2 separate regions of the Ovis aries genome follow, and region 2 is linked to region 1. A link is a contact called in public Hi-C data. All regions are on one chromosome and are shown on one strand. Each heading gives the region's core, a stretch centred on a gene start, on an enhancer-like site or on the middle of the called end of the contact. The rest is flanking DNA. Distances are from core to core; before and after follow the strand shown.

Region 1 (7,194 bases), core at 1,512-4,011:
TCAGGGGGCTTGGATTTGGTGATTCAAATTCACGAGCAGTGTGGCTAGTGGTAACATGATTTTCTGAGGTGGTGAATAACTCTTACTACGGTTCTGAACGTATAGAATACACACTTGCCTTGATTTTCACAGTATCTTTAGGGAGTTTAACTTTCTGGAAAATTTGATATATATTAAAAGTGCAAAAAATACCATGTTTAAATTTAAAAGACTTCTTTTAGCAATAGACTTAGATAGTAATAAATGGATTTTTCACCTTTACAAATTGCTGAACATTGAGCAGGATGGCAGGATGGCCCCAGGCATCGCTGGCGGTCTCGTTTCCTGGACTCTGCCTACCGAATATGACTAGGACCCTTCCATCGTCATCATGATAACAAAAAATGCTCCCCAAGTCCTCCAAATGTCCCCCAAGGGCCAAGGGGCAGTGCTACTCCAAGGAGCACCGCTGGTCTTACCTTCAGGTAGCATTTTCCCAGCTTTCCAGCAGCCTCAGTTCACCTCTTCTATTCTGGTTCAACCCCCAGGCCCAGTCCTCATCGCCTGTAAGCAGGTCTCAGTACCCACTCCCCGAGCACTGCCCTTACTTTCATCCCTGTCTTCGTTTCTGGCCCCTGGTGAGTTTCCTCTTGGGCTGTTAAGTTTGAGTGGGTATCCTCGTGTTTTTATGATGCGTTGTCCAGCCTAACTATGCATTTGAGGCAAGAGAATTTGCTGTCAGCCTCAGCTTCACCCGATAATTTACTGGGAATCACGTGTGATTCCATTTTCTCCCTGTCTCACGGCAGCTCCTGTCCTCATGGCGACGCTGTTTAAGTATGGCCATTGCAAGTCCACCCCACACTTCCGCTGGTCGTTCACCCCAACCATCCCAGACCAGGGTTTCTCAAGTCCACCATTTACAGTCATCACACCCCTGTTAGGACACCTGTTCCAAGTTTTTCATGATCAAGCCCTTGGTTTCTAACTCACCCCTGCAGTGTCAGGACATCTGGTTCTAAAAAGGTCTCAGTCACGGCCTCACACTCACCCGGAACCAACCTGCCCCCCATGACAACCTGGTCTCAGCCCCCTCCCCAGCCAAGCTTCTCCCTCTCTGCGGTGAGTCTCCCAACTGCCCACCCCCAGGGCATCCCTCGGGATTTGTGATGACATCAGGCAGGACCACATGAGTTAGGATTTCCCTGGTGGTCCAGCGGTTAAGAATCTGCCTTCCAAATGCAGGGGACATGGGGGTTCGATCCCTGATCAGAGAACTAAGATCACACACGCCGTGGAGCAACTAAAGCCCACCTTACAACTACTGAGCCTGCGAGCCACAACTAGAGAGTCTGTGCACCACCGCGAAATAAATAAAATACTTTTAAAAAAACAACACACGAGTCAGCAGCGATATCCCATAATCTTGACCCTCAGGTACTCAGGGGTCAGTGTGTCAATCCCTTTCTCCCCAGAAGGGGTCTCAGCTGTGCCCCGCTCCCTGTAACAACCCTCTGTATCTGTTGCTTCTGTAATAGGTGGCCACACTCTGAGTGGCCTCAAACAAATGAACTCTCTATTGTTCTGGAGGTCAGACCTCTGAATCGAGTCCTGAGGCTAAAGATGAGGTGTCGACAGAGTTCATTTCTTCTGTTGGTGCCAAGGAAGAGTCTGTTTCCTTGCCGTTTTCAGCTTCTAGAAGCTTCCTCAATCCTTGGCTCATGGCCCTGCATCATATGGTGTTTTCTCCGTCTGCTTCCATCATCATCCCACCTGTTCCTCCACTGACCTCCTTGCCACCCTTCCATATGATTACATTTAGGGCCCACCCAGATAATCCAGGGTCACGCCATCCCCAGCAAGATCCTTACCAGAGCTAAAGAGCTCCTCCTGCTAAATAAAGGAACATTCCCGGGATCAAGGAATTAGGACTTGGGTATCTTTGGGTGGGTGAAGGGGCATCAGTCAGCCCACTACACTCTCCACCACTTTACAAAAGAGAGTGGGAGTGCTGAGGCCATCAAACTAGAGAAGAAAAATGTTTTCAAGCTGTTGCACACATCTAGGCTTTCCACAATGACTCAGCAGGTAAAGAATCTACCTGCAGTGCAGGAGACACAGGAGATGTAGTTCAGTCCCTGGCTTGCGAAGATCCCTTGGAGGAGGAAATGGCAACCCACTCCAGTCTTCTTGCAGCCCTCTCACCACTGGACAGAAAAGGAGCTAACAAGGTTTGCGTGGAAGTTTCTTGTCTTGTATTAGTAATCATTACAAGAATGGGTCTCACCTTACCATGAATCTTGCTGATAAGAAGTACAGAATTCTAACAACAAACAGAACACACTTTCTGTGCCAAGTCTATACCTGTTTTATCTCCTTTGCATTACCCTCGAAAGCCTACTGGTGGTTCCTTTCCTATTTTCTGGACAAGGTAACTGAGGCACAGCTAAGTAGCTTGTCCAAGTTTTCCAAGTTAGTGAGAGGCAAACCTATGATTGGGAGCCACACACATTTGGACTCAAGAGCCTGCTTCTAACAAGCCTGCAGATCATTCTGCTGCCCAATTCTACCACCACATTGCTGTGTGACCCCATGTCAGCCCCCTTCCCTCTCTCGGTGTTGGTTAAAGCAGAAGTAATAAGCTAGGTCAGGATTTCTCAACCCTTACTCTACTGACATTCCGGTGGCGGGGCCTGTCCAGAGCACCGTAGGATGTGGAGCAGCATTCCTGGCCTCCGCCCACTAGATGGCAGGAACATCCCTCCTTGCACCCCCATCTCCATTGTGATAACCATAGATGTGGAGGACAGAATCTCCCCTGGTTAAGAAACACTGAGCAGTCACCCACCAGGACTTGCCAAACTTAAAATATTCTGAGATCATTTCTTTCCATCTTTCTTTAGCTTCAATTTAGGAATCGCTTTATATTCAGGAAGCTCTCTCAGCAGGCAAGAGTTCAAATGCAATGTGCAAGCTAACCAGTCTTATAAATTAGCACAAACATATGTCAGTGGTAATTAATTAAATCCCTCCATTGCATCACTAATAGCACTGGCTGAGGACAATATTACCATTCAGAGTATACTGTTACCCATTTCTCAGTTTTGTATCACATGAGGTATAAGAGTAAACAGTTTGTTTAGGGGTTTAAACAAAAGCTGTTGCTTTTCGTATTGAAGGAAAGAGGAATCTCCCCAAATAGAATCAGAGTCTGCTCACCCTCCAATCTTGCCACTTTCTACAAAATCCTCTTAAGGAGTCAATTTACATACAGTGGACAAAAAAAAAAAAAAAAACAAAAAAGACTGGCCCTCAGAGTCAGCTTATCTTTTTCCTTCTCCCTGTGGTCTCAGGATTGTGAGCATGCCTCTTAGCTTCAAGATTTTCCATTACATTGTTATAGAAGCTCTCCAGCGCAACTTCTTCCTGGCACATATATACTGTGCTCATATCATTTGACTTCATCTCCCATTTAAATGAGTTTGGGGTTCTTTGGGTACTGACTGAAGCAACGAAAAATATAGACAAATGTCCAATTTTGTATTCCAATTCTACCACTGGTTGCGTGATTCTGGGCAAGTGGTTTAATGTCTCAGCCTCTGTTTTATCATCTTTAAAATGGGAGTGTTTTATCATCTTTAAAATCCACTTATCTCATGGATTTCCATAAAGATTAAACTAAATCATATCTATTAAGCATCTAGATAGTGCCTGGCAGGTACTGGTGGCTCCCTTTTGCCAAAGTGATGAGCCAGAAGGCAGAGAAGTGGCTTTGGGCTTCCCCCTTAGCTTCTTCAGAGAAGGTAATGGCACCCCACTCCAGTACTCTTGCTGGAAAGTTCCATGGATGGAGGAGCCCAGTAGGCTGCAGTCCATGGGGTCCCTAAGAGTCGGGCATGACTGAGCGACTTCACTTTCACTTTTCACTTTCATGCTTTGGAGAAGGAAATGGCAACCCACTCCAGTGTTCTTGCCTGGAGAATCCCAGGAATGGGAGAGCCTGGTGGGCTGCCGTCTATGGGGTCACACAGAGTCGGACATGACTGAAGTGACTTAGCAGCAGCAGCAGCTTAGCTTCTTGCTCTCACGATTAAAGAATAGAGCTCACGCACATGAGATGATCTAGATGTATATTAAGAGAAGGAAAGAGGTAGAATAGTCAGTCTGTGAATAATGAACATCTGACTATGTATAATCACTTTGGGAAACACAGATCCTAACGTCGGACTCCATGCTGGCTTTAAGCAGGATCAAGTGTCCAGCTTGATCATGAGCTCAGTCTGGGAAGCTTCACCACACACAATTCACATGCACATGTGGTCAGCCTGAAAAATCAGATCCACTGGGCTACCAAACTCCTGAATCAGAGGTAAGAACAGAAGCAATATTCCATAGAAGTAAGTTTAAGTTTAGCAAGAGAAACTATTCTTGTGTGTGTGTGTGCTAAGTCGATTCAGTTGGGTCCAACTCTTTGCAACCCTATGGATTGTAGCCCAGCAGGCTCCTCTGTCCATGGGATTCTCCAGGCAAGAATACTGGAATGGGTTGTCATGCCCTCCTCCAGGGGATCTTCCCGACCCAGGCCTCTATTAAAATAGTTATCGGTTCTTTGGTTAATGACCCCTTTCACCTCCTGTATCAGTAAGCTTTTACTAGGTTATGCTATGCAAAAGCAACCCACAAATCTCAGTGGCTTACAACTTAGCTTTATTTCACTACTTCTTCATATTCTTGGAGTCACAGATCTTCTTCAACTCTATTCCACGTATATTCTCATTTCAGGATACAGATTGAAGGAACAGCATCTGTCAAACAAAGCTTCATGACAATCATGGGGCAAAGGGAAAGAGAAAGAGATCTGACTGAAACACACATTTCTAAAACTGTTCTTTGAATATGCTTTGCATTACATCTACTCATATGCCATTGGGCAGAGCAAGTCATGTGGATAAATCTAACATCAATGGGTCAGACAACAGAAAGAGCTAGTAAATATGTAAGGACACATCTCTGAATTGTGTGTGGGGTAGAGGTGGCTTATGCTCCAAGCATTTCCAAGCCTTCTCTGATTTCAAACAAATTTTCAATTTTGAGAAGACAAACCAAGGGAAAGGCTTCTTATACACACAATGAGAAGGCGCACTCTCAAAGTTACTCCTGAAGGTTCTTAAGGTCTATGGGCTCCAACTAGGGTCTTTCTAACAGATTTCCAACAGATCTTGCAAATCTCTAAATTTATTTTGCTACAGCAGGGAGGTATTCGTTTATGAGGACAATAACCCATGACAATATCTTTTTCAGGTATCTTTGTGGCTTTTAGGCATTTCCAGCAGAAGACTATTACAATTTCTTTCTAGACTTGCTATGGCTATGAAAAGAATCTGCCTGCAATGCAGGAGACCTAGGTTCAATCTCTGGGTCAGGAAGATCCCCTGGAGAAGGGAATGGCAACCCACTGCAGTATTGTTGCCTGGAGAATTCCATGGACAGAGGAGTTTGGTGGGCTATAGCCCATGGGGTCCCAAAGAGTCAGACACAACTGAGTGGGTAACACTTTCACTTGCTTTCATGGCTATGACAGACTTCACATTAGTAAAAGATGAAAGGACATATAGAGAGAATGGGATATGTATGCACCTTGGGAGGAGTGGGCCCCGAAGGAATATAGAAATGCTGTCACCAGATAATAAAAAGGATGGTGAACAGCCAAAACGACAAGGATTGAGGAACACCAGCTCTTCCACTGGTTCCGGAAATTTCCTCCACGTCTAAGCTGCTTTAAGTCTAAGTTTAAAAGTTAATTTCTCTACCCAGACTTCAAACCAACAGCAAAATCATTTTCTAAGTATGATACTTTCCTTTACACCACTCACTCTCCCCACTGCCACTAGGAAAGAGGATCTCAAGTTGTCCCTCATTAACTATTTTATTCAAACAAAGGACCTTTTCTTCCAATTCACTAGCTCCACCACCACCCCAAATCCCATCACTCATCTTCCCAGTTTTCTGATTTCCCTCATTTCCCTACTGACTTTCCTTGGAAAACGCTGCTGTCCTTGCAGGTCTAAGTCAGCATTCTGAACATTCTTGCAGGAGCAGTATGAATGTTCACACTGAATGTGTTATGTTCACTAAAGGAAAAAAGCTCACTCACTTTGTTATCACCGATAACTATCTATCATATTGGCTACCTAAAGAGTCCCTGATAACGTTCTAGGCTTTGTGCTCCAGAGTTTTCACTTATGAGAATCACCTCTGAGTATAGGAGAGAATATGACTCCAATTGAAGAGCTGAATCAGATGGGGGCTCAGAAATGTGAAGTGCTTGCCCAAGGTCGCAGAAGCTAGAAACTGGCAGAGCAGACATTTAAACTGTTTTGCCTGATTTCCGTGTCCATCTTCCTTCTATATCATGCTTGCCTCCAAACAAACACTGGATGAAGCAAGCATTATGAAGGGCATGCCACGCTGGGCCGGAACAATGCCCATTAAGTGGAATTCACACCTACCTTGTACTTCCTGCACACTTCGATTCACTCAACAGACTGAGGAATGGAACAGGAGACACTTATTCCTCTCCAGACAATAAATCATTGGCTTTCTATCTGTCACCAGCTCGATTTCCCAAAGATTTGTTTTCGTCACTTTAATGAATTATTGGATCACCTGGAAATTGCTCAGAATTAACCTGTGGCTGGCATTAATGGATCTGCAACACAAGTGTCAAGCTCTCTCTAACCAGTCCTATCCATCCTTTTATAAAGAGACCGGCTGCCTAGCACAAAGCGGTTCATTTATTCTGTTGCTACGGGTCTGCTGCGCTGAGGTGAACAGGCACCGGAAGAGCCTGCGGCGAACAAAATGGCGTCCTCTCCCCCAGAGGCCCCTGGGCGCTGCCTGCTGCTTCCGCCCTGCCATGTGGGTGGACCACAATCCCATTATAACTTGCCACACCATCCTCAGTTCTTTGGAGAGCCTTAGCAAGCTTCGAGCTTCTTTACTAGAATCCACTCTGTATCTTAAACATGCTTGAGTCCTCTAAGCTTTTAACTCCAGATTTATCCCGAATTCGAACAGTTCTATCTCCCATACTTCCAGCCTTCTCAAGCTACCCCTACTTCACGCCTCAAGAGCTAGCATAAAGCAAATTCTTTATGCAAATTCCTGCTCCCACTCTCAGCCTTCAATATCCATTCACTACGGAGTGGCTAGAGT
Region 2 (7,194 bases), core at 3,100-5,599, 140 kb after region 1:
ACTTCAGGTATCAGGCTCCACTCAGCAGCTGTCTTGCTGCTGGAGGAACATCCCAGGCTCATTCCAGCAGCATGTCTGTTATTGGCGTTCATTGTTCAACCAAAGTTGACTCTACCCTGCATTATGGAAAGTACCAGAAACAGCAGAGATGAATGAGACCAGTTCCCTAACCTTGGGGTGCTTGGCAATCCTCCATGCAAATCAAGGACTAGGTTGAGTGCCACTTCTTCCAGGCTGTTTTCCCTGACTACTCTTTTTTCCCTCTGATATCTTTAGACACTGCCCTACTGTTACAAATGAAATGAATAATATCTTACCTTTAATGAGCACTTACTGTGTGCCAATCTCTATAGAAAAAAAAACTTTATATGCATTATCTCATTTAATCCTTATAAGAAATCTATGAGCAAAGCCCTATTATCATCCCACCCCATCCATTTCACAGAGCTTCCCAGGTAATGTAGTGGCAAAGAATCCACCTGCCAATGCAGGAGAGACTCACATTTGATCCCTGGGTTGGGAAGATCCCCTGGAGTAGGACATGGCAACCCACTCCAGCATTCTTGCCTGGAAAATTCAATGGACAGAGGAACCTGGTAGATTACAGTCCATGTGATCGCAAAGAGTTGGACAGGACTGACTGAACACAGATGCACCCATTTTACAGATGAAAAACTGAGGCATAAAGAAGCAAAACAACTGATGCCGAAAGTCTCAGTTGAAAAGCGGCACAGCTGGCAATCTGTTTGACAGCTCCTTGAGGGTAAAGACTCCCCCGACTCTGCCCCGCCGGTTTCCATCTCATCCCCTAGCCTCATGCTGGGAAAGCCAGGATCTCAGAATTACTGATTCACTGATTTACTCTCCCCTCACTGAAAAGTGGTGATAAAACAAGATTCAGGGATGGGGTAGGGAAAGGTATCCCACAAATCAGCTAGAACTTCTTCAGAGCTCTGGCTCTCAGTTAATGCAAGCGTAGGAAGCACACTTAAAAAGATAAATTTCTTAGGGAATCTTCTGCATTTGTATATCACACTTGCCCAGCATGATGCCTAGCACATAACAGGGTCCAATACATCTGTGTTGAATGACTGAATGAGCTTTTAAAATTCTCAAGAAACTTGCTGCTGTTGTGAAAGTCTGCTGCTGCCAGACGCTTAGGCATTACCTGGGCCCCACAAAGATGCTTGAGGTACTGCTGTCTTGATCTGTCTCAGGACAGGAAAATAGTCCCTAGGATCTCGCTTTCCCATTCCCTCTATCTCAGGTGATTTTTCATCCTAAAAACCTCACATAAGCTGTTTATGGCATCCATAACCTGCCGGAGCTTTTAAACCTCTTTTTGGGGCGGCATTTTATGAGTTGAGATAAACAAACAACTCTCTCTTTCTCCAGGGACCCAGGGGGCTGGATCCTTACCCTCACTCCAGCCTGTGGCTCTCGAGGGAGCTGAACAAGAGTGTGGGCCCCAAAGGACTGTGGTTAAACAGTCCTTTGGTTAAACTGTGCCACGTGGAGGAAGCAGATAACATCACTGCTGCCTAGAGGAGAAACGCAGCAGAACCACTGAAGCAAAGATGGGCTAGAGGGCAGGGATGTCAAGTGTCTCCAGGGCAGTCCCGGCTGGGTTGGGAAGCTCTCTTTAGACACTAAGCAGGAGTTCTGGGGACATGACATGATGATCTTGGGGACCATCTCATTGAATTCTTCACTTGGCTTTAAAGAAACTGAAGTCCTGGGAAAGGAGTGGCCTGTCCAAGTCAGGTAAGCATCACAGTGACTTCATAGAGTAGAAGCAACCTTCCCTGCACCTATTCCCACCTTCCCGTAAGACCTTGATCCCTATAGATTCTACAGGGTGGTTGGAGGGAAGCTGGCTTTGCCCCAGTGCCAGAGGAGGTGTATGGGACCTTGGCCAAGCTGATGAGCACATTCTATCTTTCTGGCCACAGTGCTTGGTTTAGGGGTGACCTGTGACCCGAAGCTGGCTCAATCAGAAAGAATATCTGGACGTTTGAGGAGAATGCTGGGAAATCCTGACCTTCCTTCTCTTGGGCTAGAAATGAACAAAAGATACAATTAGTCTGAGCGACTGATGCCAGGCTGTGACACGAAGAGAGAAACTCAGGATGAAGCTGGCCTCATGAAAGGCAGAGAGGAGAGACGGAAAGAAAAGCAGTCCCAGGACATAGTTCTGAGTTGCTGGATCAAACCTCACCTGATGCCTTTTCTCTGGAACATTTGGTTATATGATGCAGTAAACTCTATTTTTAAAGACATAATAAATGTTGTATTACTTGTAACCAAAATAGTCCCAGGTGATAAATAGATGGCCAAGACTTGTGTGACTATAGAAGCTTGCCTCCGTTCTATCTCACTCCTGGTTAGATGGGCTGAGCCCAAGGGGGGCGGCCTCTATGCTTGGCCACATGCCCAGCCAGGCTTGGATAGTCTGAAAGCTGAGCCTTGTCTGGAGTTTAGATCTCCCTAGTTGGCATTTTACACTGCCAGTTCAGGGAAATGGGTTTGCTTGTTACATGGATCCAGAAAGCACCTTCTCAGTGGCCACCCCCACTGCATGCTCATGAACCCAGAGCACTTTGTGCACGTCTCCAAAGCAACACTGACCTCACTGTTAGTTAGTGACCAACATGCACAACTGGCTCCTCGAGACTCCAGGCTTGCGGAAGGGGACGTTAAGCCTCGCTCACCTTTGGATTCCTGCACTTTGCCTTGATGTTCACAGACTGTGGTTGAGCAAGTGAAACAAATCTCTCCCCTGCCTCCTTCTCATTATTCTTTCACTTTCTTCCCTTTAAAGTTAGGATCAGGTCGAAGAACACAGTGGATAAGATGCAAAGCCTTCACCCTGAGTCCCCAGTTCACAAGCTGGGGGTTTGATCTGCTATGGTTTTTGGATAGTGCTGAGTCTTATCTGGGACACCCACTCCTACTATGAACTCACCACGTGCTCAGGGCTGCTGGGCAAGAGGACACCGGAGGGAAAGACTGGAAAGACTGAGTCAGAGATGGCTGATGATGAAACTTGAGTCCACTGGGATCTGTGAGCCTAAACCCTCATTGACAGAGGAGGACGCTCAGGCCCAGGGAGGAGTTCTTGGCTCAAGGTCACCGGGACAGTTCAGCCTTGATGGGAAAGAACTTGACTTTGCGAGGTAAGACCCACTTGTTCTCTCAGGAGGTGAGCCTTGGGCAGTCAGGAAGGCGAGCTTCAGGGTGGATGAGAAGGACCTGGTGGAAGGCAGGGACCAGCCTTTGGGGCTTGCAGCCTAAGGGTTGAGGAACTCCATGGAGTCACTCTCTCCCCAGGAAAGCACTTGTTTGCCAGCTGGGCTTGGAAGTCTCCTGGCTTGTTGGTCCTTAAGGATCAGAGGAGTGACTCAGTGAAGCACTTAGCACATCTTTGGCACTAGGGGACGGGGTGTGATTCAGGAGTCACGCACACTCCGGTGTAGCCTCCTCCCCTCCCCTTCAAGCTAGGGATCCAGGGATCGGCCGCGTGAGCCCCTTCCCTGGCTCAGACACTCCTGACACGTTTTTCGCGTCTCCACCTGCCAAGCCGTCTCTGCCCAGAGAAGACGCCTGGACCGCAAACTCCGGGCGGGGAGCTCGCTCCACTCAGCTGTTTCGTGCTTGCTTCCCACATGGAAGGCTGGATCTCAGGACCCCCGAGCCTCCCGACCTCCCCTAGATTCTGAGCGGGCCCGCCCTCACCCCAGGCTCCCTCTTCCTTTCATGCCTCCGGCCTCGTCTCCTCGGCAGCGGGCGGGGGCTGTCCCCCTTCCCCCCACCCTCTCCCGCCGGGGTCCGCGGGACCCGGGGCCCTCTCTGCTCGCCGCCGCCCCCTTCCTCTCCCTCCTGCTTTTCCCTCCCTCGCCCCGCCCCCAGGCCCGCCCCTCTCCGCCCAGGCCCAGGTCGCCCCCGGCCCCGCGCCCCCAGCCCCCGCGCCCCCGGGCCCGGGGCAGGGGCTGCGGGGCGGGCGAGCCCCGCGGCCGAGGCCCCCGCCCTCCCCGCGCGCCCCGCCCGAGCGCGCGCACCCGCCGCCCCCCTCCGCGGCCTCCGGCTCCCCGCCTCCCCGCCTTCCCCTCCTCCTGGTGACGTCCGGGTCCCTGCCCGTCTGAAAACTCCGCGCCGCGGCGGTGGAGGCGGCGGCGGCGGCAGCGGCGGCGGCGGCGGCGGAGGAGGAGCAGCGGCGAGCCGAGGCGGCGGCGGCGGCCCGAGCGGGAGCCCAGGCGGCGGCGGCGGCGGCCGCGGGAGCCGCGGGGAGCGCGGGGGCGGCCCGGAGCGCCCCGGGTCCCCGCGCCCCGCTCGCCCGCCGCGCTCCGAAGATGGTGGCGGCGCCGTGCGCCCGGAGGCTGGCCCGGCGCTCGCACTCGGCGCTGCTCGCGGCGCTCACCGTGCTGCTGCTGCAGACGCTGGTCGTGTGGAATTTCAGCAGCCTCGACTCCGGGGCAGGGGAGCGCCGCGGGGGCGCAGCGGCCGGCGGTGCGGAGCAGCCGCCCCCGGCCCCGGCCCCGCGCCGCGAGCGCCGGGACCTGCCCGCCGAGCCGGCTGCAGCCCGAGGAGGAGACGGTGGCGGCGGCGGCGGAGGACGGGGGCCCCCGGCGCGCGCGCGGGGAGGCGGCCCCGGAGCACCCCGCGCGCAGCAGCCGGCCAGCCGAGGGTCACTGGCCGCGCGGGCGCTGGTAAGATGCCCTTTCGGCTCGCGTCCTGGAGGGAGCGATGGAGGGAGGGAAACCGGAGGGCTGGCGGCCGGACCCCACGCTCCCCGCCCCCCAGCCCTTGAACCCCGCTCCTCAGATCGGGACTCCCCAAGCCTGCTGACTCCACATCTCTTTCCCCTGGAAGCCGGGGCTGGGTCCCTGCCCCATCCCTAGTCTGAGGACTGCCCCCTGGGGGTCTGGGGAAGTTATCTCCAGAGGAGGCGCTTTGGGGGGTTACCGGAGCCTGGCTGGGTGCCTGTCCCCGTCACTCTAGCTGGGCGCCCCGACTTGCTCTGTGCTTGTGGGTGTTGTTGCCTCGCCCCGGGTCTAAGCGCCTAGACCGTGCCGGGATCCGCAGCCGCTGTTCCGGCGGTGGTGCTCAGCGCATCTCTGGTTTTTGCCCAGCTGGGTGCACACCACTCAGTCCTCCGTCTGCTGCCTCGTTGTCTTTGCCTGGCCTGAGAGGGGTCTGGGATCAGTGTCCCAGGTCCTCACCCGTGCCCCGGAGTCAAGACTCTGTCTCCAGTGCCCGGTCTTACTTTGAGTCTCCTGTTTTGCGTCCCTGGATGCCTGAGACTCCTTTCTCCCTTGTCCATGTCTAACCTTGCTCTCTCCTGGTGCCCTGTCTCCAGTATCAGGGCATGGCCCCTTCTCCTAGGCGTTTGTGTCCAGCTCTCTGTCTTCGTGTGTGGCTCATTCCTGTCGCCAGCTGTGTATCAGATCACAGCACCTCAACTTAGGCTTCTGTGGGTTTACTTTGCCCTCCTTGGGTGTGAACAATCCAGGCTCTGAAACTGTTCCTTCCGCAGATCTTCTGGGGCCATCTGGGTGTCTTCTACCCTGCCCCCGACCTCTCCTGGGAAGCCTTTTGCACCTTCTTTGGCCCACCTTGCTTAGCCCTCTGAACTCAGAGCACACAGGAGAGGTCAGAGTCCCCAACTTTGAGCCAGGGTCTCGGCACCCTGTGGGCGTGTCTGTCTTCAAGCTTACGGATGTGTCTGTATCTTCGTGATGTGTCTGTATCTTCATCCCTGCCGCTTACCCACGGAGCTTCTCCCAACCCTCGGGGACATTAGACACCAGGGGGTAATTTCAGGCTCTTAGGCACTGAATGCATGTCTCTGTCACCTGTCGCTTTGGGAGCCTTCACTGAAGGCTGCCTTCAGACACAGCATGATACCCTTTGATCTGCCAAACTTTGGAGGCAGAGAGGCAACCTTCTTTGCCAGAGTGCAGTTCTTTGTGTCTGTGGGCTGAGCCAGCCCAAGGCGTGATGCGATGGCATTTCACGTTGCTGGCTGGTCTGTGTGGGTAGCAGGGAGAAGTCTTTTCCTCATTCCGGGGGAGGAGGATGGAGTGAGAGTCCCGGTGGGGAACCAGAATGTTCAGAATGCCTCTTATTTGTAGCAAAGGGTACTCTCAGACACTGCCTTTGAACTCCAGGAGTGGATAGTGATGTGTTTGGGCAGAAATGCAATTAGAAGTTCTTTCTGGAGTCGGAGCCCTACGGGGAGGTGGGGTGAGAGGAGGTTCAGGACAGGCACTGCTAGCCCAGTGTGGGAACATGTAGGATAGCCATGGAAGTGTGGGGCTAACTGTATCCTTTGCATCTGGGGTCCAGATGCACTTCAGGAGGCGCTTTTCCCCATGCACATACCACCTGTTGAAACAAGTAGAGGGAGGGAAGCAAGCCTGGTTGGCTGATTCCTCCCTGGGTCTCTGACATTTGGGGTCCTACATCCACACCTGCTCTCTGGGTGTTCAGTTCTGTGTCCTCCTCTCTCATCCTCCAGCTGGGCGGCGCTGAGGTTAGCAGTTGGGAAGGTAGGAAGGAGCATGCCTCTTTTCCTCTTCTGTTCCTGTTGGGATGCCGGTTCCAGCAGCTGAGGTGCTTTGCTTTTCTGCAACTCTGCTCTCATCTGCAAGTTCAGTGACTGTCCCCCTGCACACACCTCCCAGGGTCTCAGTTCATTCCGATATAGACACACCTGTATTTGTTGTCCCCCTTTTTTCTGTCCTCCCCCCTTGTTTGTGGCTGTCTACCATGCAGTTGTTCACTGCCGTCTCGCCTGGATTTGTACTGGATATTTAGTCTGTTCGTCCGTGTCCTTGCTGTTCCCTTCCCCGATGATGTCTACCCCCGTGCCCTATCAGATCCTGTAATCACAGCGCAGACCTGCAGGGTGGAGCGGGGGGGCCCATCCTCCTGTAGCTGTGCCCACCCAGCCCCTGCCCTTCCACGGAGCTCAAGGAGACCAGAAGGGGGCAGGCTGTTCCCAAAGTCCGGCTTTGCCTGAGCTTAGATTGCAGCCTAGGAGGAAAGGACCAGGCCGTTTGGGCAGGCCGCTGAGGCCCTCAGAACGTGCGGTCTGCTTGCAGACCCCGCGGAGGCTGCTGGTGCATGATGCCTCGGAGGGAGATTGGGGAGTGAGACTTAAAAAAAATCCCCATGACTTTACAGAGCTGGTGA

The links. A called contact is a pair of places that touch in the nucleus more often than the background predicts.
Region 2: a contact with region 1 is called in a Hi-C map of tail adipose tissue, with 5 times the contacts expected there. The contact joins the promoter of XYLT1 here to the enhancer-like site in region 1. A contact is called at or near these places in 5 of 16 Hi-C or Micro-C datasets (blood, hypothalamus, liver and 2 more).

What each region holds. Positions count from the first base shown.
Region 1 is chr24:15,885,935-15,893,128 of ARS-UI_Ramb_v3.0, forward strand. It overlaps LOC121817813 (a long non-coding RNA gene), which reads right to left. Exons shown (of 2, transcript XR_006057865.2): 2 at 4,670-4,784. It also overlaps the pseudogene LOC105604858. Among named protein-coding and RNA genes, the nearest start is that of XYLT1, 140 kb to the right of the region's middle. Within about 2 kb of position 2,762, at least 1 of the 54 cell types and tissues checked has an H3K27ac peak or open chromatin away from gene starts, as enhancers often do.
Region 2 is chr24:16,024,274-16,031,467 of ARS-UI_Ramb_v3.0, forward strand. XYLT1 (xylosyltransferase 1) reads left to right here and starts at 4,350. Exons shown (of 12, transcript XM_027961195.3): 1 at 4,350-4,706. The coding sequence starts at 4,350.